Linked DNA regions of Zea mays: region 1 is linked to region 2. The links are chromatin contacts, called in public Hi-C maps. All regions are on one chromosome and are shown on one strand. The core of a region is the stretch at or near the end of the contact, and the rest is flanking DNA. Distances in the headings are between cores, read along the strand shown.

Region 1 (4,869 bases), core at 401-2,900, 280 kb before region 2:
TAATTCCATGTTGTTTCTTTGCCATGATCATAGAGTTATAGAAATCAACATGTGTCAAGTTCCAAAATCTATGACCATTGATATGATTGTTACTCGCATATGCTCTTGGATCAATATACCTCATGTCTGCAGCAAGCCACTGCCAGAACTGAAATCCACAGGAGCTTCACTGGAGCTACGATAGGCGACGGCATGATAAATACAGAGGCCTTGAATGAATTGGGCGCCCGGAGGAGGGAGAGCGCCATGATCATCCTCCTGTCCTTTGTTGTCGCTCGAATGGGACGCTCGAATGTGTAAGGTGTGAGAGGCTCCAATTTGTGGAGATTCCTCACAAACGGGATATTGTGATATATAAGGAAGAACCATGATACTCAAGTTTGATCTTTGGATCACTTGAGAGGGGTTGAGTGCAACCCTCATCCATTGGGATGCCACAACGTGGAGTAGGCAAGCATATTATGCTTGATCGAACCACACGATAAAAATCATCGTGTCACTTGTCTCTTTTCTTTATTGCGATTTTTGTCTTCTTGAGTTCTCATATTCACTTGGAATATTGCTCCTAGTTTAATACTCACCTTAAGACAGCAATCAAAAGAAGAGTTCTCATCTCTCTTCTTTCTACTCTCAAACTTGGTTTTATTTACTCTAACACATTATAGACTAAGTTTGTATTGTTTCAAACAAAATTTGCAGGATCACCTATTCACCCCCCTCTAGGTGCTCTCACCATCCCAAGCCATTTCAAGGCAACACACTCCCACTCACTCCCACTCCCACACAAGCACAACATTAGCACAAGGACCGTTCGGTTGTTCATTCGATCGTACGTCAAACAGTTCATTGTTTGTTTGTTCGTTTGTCCGATCGTTCATCCAATTGTTCATGGTTCCTTCGTTTGTCTATCCGTTTGCCCAAATTAAAATATTGTTCATCTATCATGCTGCTGAAATTGTGATCGTTCGTCCGTTCGTTCGTTCATAATCCCTATTCATCGTTCGTTCATCATCCCTATTCATCGTTCATCGTTCGTCCATATGAATTATTCATTGTTCGTTCATACAAACTATTCATCATTAACCGTTCATTCATAATCTCTATTCATCGTTCATTCATAATCTCTATTCATCGTTCATTCATACATATTGTTCATTGTTCGTTCATAATTACTATTCATCGTTCATAATTACTATTCATCGTTCGTCCGATTGCCCAATTATTCGGCTACTCATCCATCATGATGTTCAGCTCAACTAAGATCCGCCAGACTATTATCTCAGTCATACGGACTCGGATGACTGTGATTTTTCCTTCCGGTGAGAACTTTCTGTCTGGTTACCTATCCTCCAAGTTGAGCGCACTTAACTTTGAGATTATTTCGAACCAGTCTTCCAAAAAGAAAGGCGAACCATGTTTATATGGATATGCCATCAATCCTATAAAACTCTAGGCCAAGATACCACAACCCGTCCGGGTTTGGATATCTTCTGAAGGCTTACAAGTTACAACTTCAGCCCTATAATTTTCCGGAGCACCTAATATCATACTCCACCAACTTCAACAAATTTCATAGAGTTGTAGGCTTGTAGCTGTTCTAAACATGGGCCTTAGTTTTTGATCAAACGAGCAGGCCCAAGACTGTTGTAGCCCATCGCTGCACACCCTAACGAACCCAGAATAAGCCCAACAAAACGAAAGAAACCGACCAACCCCGCAACGGCATTTCCTTTCCCTCTCTTCTTCTTCCCGCCTCCACCTCGCCTCGATGCTCTCCTCAGCAACTGCTCGAAGTTTAAAGGCCATGTGGGCACCTCAGGCCGCCCTGACCACCTCCACCGCGCCCCCGGCGGTGCGGCGCCGTTCCACTCGTTTGATCGCCCCCCCCCCCCCCCCCCCCCCCCCCCCCCCCCCCCCCCATGTCAAGACGACGATCAGAATCAGCCCGCGTGTTCCGAGACCGCCTTGTTGACGTCCTCGCAGCCCCAACGCCGCTCCACAATCCTGATCAGGGTCCGTCGGAGTGTCTCCCTACCGTCCCCACCCATGAGCGCGTCTACACCACCGCGAGAGGCCGAGGCGGATGCGCCCTCTCCATCCGGCGCGGTAACTCCCCGTCCCCGTCGCTCGGTCCGAGTCCAACTCCGTGTCCGCAGCCTACCCTCGGAGGCGTCGTCCTCCACTCTAAGGAGTCGTCGCAGGTCCCCTAAGGCTCCCTCGACTACGTCGATCGTCGCGAAAGCGGAGGAATGGGGTAAGGAGAAGGCGGCGGCGGGTGCTCCCGAAGAAGAATGCGTCCTTCCTTTTCTCCGGAAAGGCGCCCCCAGGAAGGTGCGTACATCGAACGAGTCTCTTTAATCCGTATTTACCTTTCTATGGTTTGTACACAACGTGAATTTTGGCCTCTTGTGGTGTTCTTGCGTCCGAATTGACCCTCGAACAAACGCTCGACTTCTTGCTGGTCTGGTGCTTTGATTTGGTTACGGAATACTGTATTTTGACGCTTCTTGAGTCTTCACTTGTACTCACAACATATTTTTTATGGTGTAAATGAATGAGCGGTCTCACAGTTGCGCCTGCCGCTTAATACTATCTTGCTAAGATATGGGATAAAATCCCTCAGGTGACACCTCCTTTTGATTGTACATAACATGAATCAAGCAACATATTGTGTTTCGCTTGTACTAGCAACCGCTTGTTTCCCCATTTGCAGGATCATATTTTTTTTGTTCTTTCTTTTAGTTTTACACGTCCTAGTATATAGTGGTAGAACATATGAAACACTTCGTGGACGCAAATATTCAGTAATATACCTCCATTTCGCTTTGGATCTTGCGATCTTTTGAATTTAGAGAATACTGTTTCTCCTGTTAGAATTATAATGAGTGAATTGTCCACTCCTTTTATCAGCTTAAACTTTTGGGGTTGTACTACTACTTTGGTACATGTAACTTAATATGATATCAAAGTCAGAGACCTCGAGTTCGAATCCTAATTAGCGTAATTAAATAAAATAATTATTGATTGCTTCTATATCCACATTAGAAACTCAAAAGAGGCTTGATGTGAGGGGGTGTTAGAATATAATATAAGTGAATTGTTTAACTCCTCCCATCAATTCAAGGTTTTTGGTTGAACTGGTTGGTGTATGTAACTTAATCGGCTTTACATAGTTCATCCGATAATTTGGTAATTGCATTGTCTATATAGAAAGGGATGAACGATGAATAGGGAATTTTGTATCCAATACATAAAAGGACAGAGGATTCTGGACAAAGAGCATCGAGTGCCATTATAGACTTATATTGTATCATCTTTGTAAGTTCCACAATAGAGGAAGAAAATCCATGAATTCGGATAATGAAATATAGTGGACTTGGAGAATTAAGAAAATGGTCTGACAGGATTAAATAAGCAGAGAAAGGACTAAATCTCCATAGGAGCACCAGTGCACGACAACAGGAAGTGGGAGTAGAATCCAGTAATCCACCCGTTTAGCACAACTGTACTAATGCAACCAATTGCATTTCCTTGTAAACTCGTTTGATTAAGATTGAGGGGACCGCTATCGACGAAAAAATAAGGGAAAACACAAAGGCAGTTGCAAAATTCAAATGTTTCCCACAGAAGGAGAACACAGAATTTTATTATAAATAAGATATTAAGATACATGGAATTATTGGTTACCTTTTGTATATTCAGAGTACACCCAAATAGAATGAGAAAGTGATGAGGTTTCTAGGCATGTAGTGAGTGTTGGTCTATAGGCAGCCTGAATAAACTGAGCTGCATTGAACGGTGCAGATTTTTTTTCTTGGTTTTCCTAATGATGCATTTAACTTTGGAGTGTTCTCTGGTCGATAATGATATGAAAAAAAATTCTGAGTGTCTGGTTATCCAAATGCGATAGAATCGGCAGGAGGCAGTCAGCATTTGTAGAGTCTAAAAGACAGAACTCTGAAGGCATTTCTTAGCTTCATGTTTGTAGGTATGGTTTCTGATAAATAGTAGAAAAAGGAATACCGCGTTAGACTGTTGCATAATATTTGCAACAATGAGTTCACGTAAGGCCTCGTTTGGATTCTTGAAATTAAATTTTATTCTAATAATAGTAATTTAAATATAGATCGATTAAGCTAATATGATTTTATATAGAATATATTTTTATACTATTGTTAACCATATGGAGGAGATATTTATATGCTACAATTCTAGGGGAGTGAGCCGAAGAACGTGTTATAAATTGTAAAGTAAAAACACAGACTAGTGATACATTTTTTTGACAAAGGGGATAACCCCTATTTCGTTACGAAATAGAAAAAGACTTAGTTCTTACATGACCATAAAGGTCCCCAGAATTTTAGAGCCGACAAGACCCACGCAATTATCAGCTACCCTGCAACACGACCTGAAGAGAACATACGACTAGTAGCACCAGAACATCAGCACAAAGCTGACCAAAAGAAAAGATTGACGAGTCCAGACTAAAGCAGCAAGAGACTAACAACTTAAGCAGCGAGCTAAGACAAGGTTTTGCAGCCAGACGCTACCAGGAGATATTACAGCAAAACAGAACAGGTGAATCAAAATGGCAGGCCCACATCAGAAGCTTCACTAAATGCGTCTGTCGATTGGCTTCCAACCACGAGCCTTGCTGTAGATCTCACTTGTTATCTTTCGGATTTTCAGGCTTCCTTGCCCCACCAGTTTTTTTCCTTCTTTTTCTGACGAATAGACCAAGCATCAATCCAGTAGCAACAAGAGAAAATCACATTAGTCGGATCATCGATTAGGTTAGCATTGAAGCAGCAGTCATTGCGAGAACGCCAAATCGCCCAAATGACAGCTCCACATCCAAAAAGGACTAGA
Region 2 (5,305 bases), core at 2,481-4,980:
TCTTCATTAAACATGAATAAACATTAACAATATTTATATTACAATGATACCTTCGGTTTGCCAGAAGGTGTAAGAGCGAGAATGGCTTGAGAGCGATTACAATCCAGCGTGAACAGTACGATGTTATTGTTCATCTATTTATAGGCATGGGACACAACCCGGATAAAAGTACATTTATATCCCTGGTAACTGCCTATAATCATAACATGGATTGTTGAGGACTATAAGGTCTTTAGCCTCTTTCAGTCATCATCATGCTTCTGAGCTTCGTCAATATGTTAGACCGAAGGTCCTTGACTTTTAGCTTCGTTGCCCACTCTTTATCTCCTTTCATCCCGTCATAAGAGAAGTTCTTCATCTTAAAGCTGAAGCTCTTTGTAATTGTTCATAATCATACTGAAAACATATGGTTAGACATATTTTTGAGGACCTTCGGAAGAGGAAGGCCCCCAACAACCCTGGTTACTGTTAACCGGCTAGTATAGAGGACATATCCTAACAAAATCATGTATGTATATATGCATTTGTATCATTTGGAGAACGATGTCGTGCATCATGTATTACAATAGGAATATGGCCGCAAGTGCATAGAATGGTCATGATCCCTGTCTAACCGAACATCAAAGGGGATTAAAGGTTAGATGGAAATTATCTTCGACGGGATTGAAGTGACAGGGAGCGATTCACTCGTTCCCTGGGAAGAACAAATCAGCTTGGAGATTAGGTCTCAAGCTACCAAATAAGGCCTAAGGATGTAAGATATATTCATACGGATGAATTGTAACCTGTAGCATAGCGAACGAGTCACCTCGCCACCGAGCGATAGCTACCGTCGGGTACCATTCTATACTCGTACCCATAAAAAAATCTATCCGTCAGGTTACACATATATGCTCGCGGGTATAAAACCTTACCCATAATCGTACCCGCTGGGAAAAAATTAAATTCCAATATTATCACATATTAAATATTAAATAAACATACAAAAACAACTTCAATTTCACATATAACAAATCATATGATCATATAACTTGGTATCTAGACAAATAATAGCTAGAGAAGGGTTTTATTTTAACTAAGACGGGCTCTATTAGATAGTTATAGTGGTATTGATGCGGGTACATTTTACCCATGGGTAGACGTGTATGGGTAGTACCAACCTGTACTCGTACCCGTCTAACCAACGGGTAGAAGTTTTTACCCATTAACATATCCGCGCGTAGAGAAATCATCTCGTACCCGCCTTCATATCGGGTAAAACCTGTCTGGTATTCGGGTATCCATTGTCATCTCTAGTAGCTACCCTGGCGGGGCAGGAAGCTATGGATCGACGAGGACCAAGATGTGAAAAAAAATTGGGTGGGACCACAAATATAATTTTTATTAGGCGAGATATAAATTTTTATTAGTTTTAAATTTATTAGTTTTAAATATAAAAAAGAAAAAGTTACCTCCTCCCAGCGGCTCCTCTGATAAAGCCTCCTGGGCTGGCCCAGCTTGGGGTCGCCGATAGAGTTTGCGGGCTCCTTTTGCTTTCGTTCCTTTCCTTTTCCGAGTCAGGCCGTGGGTTTCTTAAGTTTTAAAAGGCCGTAGATTTGAAGGCCCGGAACATGGCTGTGGTTCGAATTGCTCCAGAGGAGCCTTATGACAATATCTGGGCCCCATGAGGAAATAAATTACATGGAATGGGCCAAGTTTAGGCTTTCAACCGTCCCCCATACTTTTCTGCCTTTGAAGCTCAACAAAAAAAAAATCATTTCTGTTTTCTTTCTCTTTCAGCGAATTACACATTATAAGAGTACATATTGGCGTTATGTGAGACATATAATCCTTGCTCTCTTAACTACACATAGTATTATAAAAATGTCTAAGAAGAGTACCTGAGCAGATAAACTAATCAGATAATATGAAAACAGAAAAAAGGGGACCCCTTGTTACTATTGCTACTAAACTAGAAAAAATAAATGAAACGAGAAATTGATAAAAGTGTCATCGAATCAGTACCATTATTAAGGATACTACATGCATGATGTTTGGGAAAATAAGAATAAAAATTCTTTTACTGTGGTTGCAAGGCTGCTGCTGACAACAAATCACAACGATGTCACCTGAGCGAACAGCGCCTAGCCTGCACTTTCCTTCAGCCTTACGGCAGGGTCGCTATATAACTAACTATTTCTTCAGTTGCGAGTGCATTACCCTTCTAACCTTTAATCAGCTGCCGTCTTGTTCGCCGTCGTCGGTTAAATCGGATGAACGTGCGTACGCGATCTAAGACGAAGACAGATATCCTTTTTTTTTTACTTCCTTCGCGAAGCCGACAGAACAATGGTTTTGGTGTTTGATCATGATCGTCAGGCACTGGAAGTCTACGGGCGGCCGTGATGGATAACTTGTGGCGCACATTACCATCGTGTTTGGTTAGTGGAATGCTGCCGTGTAGAATTATCCGATCCAGAAACCGAACCTCCTCAAGTTGTTTGGTTTGTGTCATGGATTCATTTCGTTTGTCATCCTGTAGTACTAGTTAGTGATACCGCAGTGAGACTAGTTCATTCCGCAAAAAATGTCAGACCAACCCATTCTGATTGAACCCATGCCGCATGAACCAAATCCGCAAACCAAACGCACTGTACATGACTCCTCTCACTGGCCAATCATTGACCGAGCTGTTCGCTGAGAAGGGCCAAAAATGTATAGTGGCGAGTCAGCTGCAATAGCCAGTAGCATGAGTGGCAGTAGCGTCGACAGAGTAGGCCATGCAGGCAGCTAGTAAGCGTGTGTTTAGTGTAAAAAAAGTGGCATGCCTTCAGTATATACATTCTCATCAGAGCTATATATATTCCTAATTAAACCAGATTGTTCAACCAGCTATACTTGTTCGCAGACAACTCTGATGTCTGAACTGACGAGCATCAGAGGCGTTTGTTCTGGGAATTAAAGGGAAAGCACCATCATCCATCCATCGAACAGAACCACTGTATGCTCTGCAGTCCATGTCATGAATTAATCAAAAGCCTGGTTCCCCCCCCCCCGTCTGAAAAATTCTAGTATATTCTGGGATGTTATCCGGCTCGCACAGTGCGAGCTGGTGGAGAATCACTGTATACGCCGCGCTTGCAGGTTGCAACCAACCACAAGCTAGCCTGCCGCCGGGATCAGCTTCAGTGTTACTGTTGTTATTATAGCTAGCCAAGAGCTTCCTGCAGACGTTGATGTCCAGATCATGCAGACTAGCTAGTCTCGTCAGAATTCAGAGGCAGGCTGCAGGATCTATCAGTATGAAAGATTTAGCATATTTTTGGGCCTATCTATCTATAGCCGGACAGGAACAAGTTGTTACGACAATAGTTATCCTCATCCTTTTTGCGTGTCGTCGTCCTCATGAATCGTTGCTCCATAACATCATGATTAGCTGGCTGGCTTGTTCATTTCATGGTTCAACCATAAAGATCGGATAATATTGAGTCGGTTTAAATAATCCATAATAAGTCAAAATCTATTTCAATCCATTCCAATACGGATCAATCCAATCCACGTGGAATTGTGCACAGTTGCAGGGTTCTCTCGGGACGTACATACGTCATGCCAGCTATACAAGTGGATTAGCAAGCAATCGCATTGCTTGCCGTCCTTTTTCGTCCAGTTTTCTGACCCTGTGCTGGGACCGGCCGGACCGCACACGTTTGAAGTGAACAGAGGCCGGCAGCAGGCGCATGCATGCACAGAGACAGAGGCAAGCGCGCGGGTACGCACAGTAACGGGATACCATCAATCGCGCTCAGACGTCGTCCGACCCGGCTGCTGGTGGTGACCATTACGTTACGCGCGAGTAGCCATCGCGCGCTCACCACTTCATGACGCTGCCATATTGACTCTCTCTCACCACCCTGGGAGACATCGATGTAGTACCAGTCGATCTTCAGAATTAACATCACTTTTTTTTGAAGCAAATACTGAATGATTATCACGAGTAATGATCGACGGTCAAACTTTCGATATACATCACTCAAGACGGAAGAGACAGAGATGCAGGGTTTTGTAGACCGGGCTCAGGCGCTCTGCAGCCTCTTGAGTCCAACTCTCTCCGTCAACCATCCATCCATCCATCCATCCATCCATCCCTCTCACACCATCTCACTCACAGGCAGGAGGTGGGGTGGGGACTGATATGGCCTGCCTGTGCCGAGTCCGCCCTGCGGGGGTGCACGTGCATGGGGTTCAACTCTGTCCACGAGCGCGGGCGAAGGCGACGCGCACATGCGACGCGCCCTGCTCCTGCCGAGCGCCCACATGCCTGCGCGCCCGCGGCATGCATGCCCGCCCAGTTGCCCACCGGCCACCGCCTCTCCGGCCCCTCCAGTCCACCGCGCGCGTCCCCGCCCCGCGGAGCGACACCTACACACGAAGAGCTTTGCACCAATCGATGGAAGAACACCTGATCCGCTCAGAACTGATCAGGTGCATGTGCATGCACGGGAGGGGAGGGGAGGGGATGGAAGGCCGAATTTTTTGTATTTTAGCCCCTAAACAGAAGTAAAATCACATTTAGACCTAAAAAAATTTTAAATGCAGTTTTGGACCCTTAGCTCGGCGCCATAGGCTATGGCGCCGAGCTAGCCTATGGCGCCGAGCTTCATGACGCGGCAGCCCGCGTGGCACACCTAGCTCGGCGCCACAGATCTTGGCGCCGAGCTAGGAAACTTAACCGAAACCCCCTTTCCTCTTCGTTTCTTCTCTGTTTCGCTCGACCGTTTTCGTTTCCTACGCCCGCCGCCGCGCATACCGCCGCCGCCGCCGCCAGCCGAGCTCGCCGCCCGCCCGCCGCCAGCCGAGCTCGCCGCCCGCCCGCCGCCCGCCGAGCTCGCCCGCCGAGCTCGCCGCCCGCCGCCCCCCGCCGAGCTCCCTCCCCGTCTCGGCCACCTCCATCGCCGCCGAGCTCCCTCCCCGTCCCGGCCACCTCCATCGCCGCCGAGCTCCCTCCCCGTCCCGGCCACCTCCCTCGCCGCCGAGCTCCCTCCCCTTCCCGGCCACCTCCCTCGCCGCCGCGCCACCTCCCCGTCCCGGCGACCGCTAGGTATTTTTTTATTTTTTAGTTACTATATTGTTAGCTATTGTTAGGTATTGTTAGGTATTTACTTAGTTAGTAAATTGTTACCTATTGTTAGGTATTAGTTAGTAAATTGTTAGCTATTGTTAGGTATTTTTTTACTGTTTAGTAAATTGTTAGCTCTTGTTCGTGTTTAGTAAATTGTTAGCATATTGTTAGTGTTTAGTAAATTCTTAGTGTTTATATAGTTATCAT

What was found. A called contact is a pair of places that touch in the nucleus more often than the background predicts.
Region 1: a contact with region 2 is called in a Hi-C map of tassel, with 3 times the contacts expected there. The contact joins two enhancer-like sites. A contact is called at or near these places in 2 of 25 Hi-C or Micro-C datasets (leaf and tassel).

Annotation. Positions count from the first base shown.
Region 1 is chr1:216,100,107-216,104,975 of Zm-B73-REFERENCE-NAM-5.0, reverse strand. No RefSeq gene overlaps it. Among protein-coding and RNA genes, the nearest start is that of LOC103643259, 18 kb to the right of the region's middle. Within about 2 kb of position 1,650, at least 9 of the 20 cell types and tissues checked have an H3K27ac peak or open chromatin away from gene starts, as enhancers often do. A contact at or near this core is called in leaf and tassel, where this site is marked.
Region 2 is chr1:215,819,061-215,824,365 of Zm-B73-REFERENCE-NAM-5.0, reverse strand. No RefSeq gene overlaps it. Among protein-coding and RNA genes, the nearest start is that of LOC100277208, 10 kb to the right of the region's middle. Within about 2 kb of position 3,730, at least 17 of the 20 cell types and tissues checked have an H3K27ac peak or open chromatin away from gene starts, as enhancers often do. A contact at or near this core is called in leaf and tassel, where this site is marked.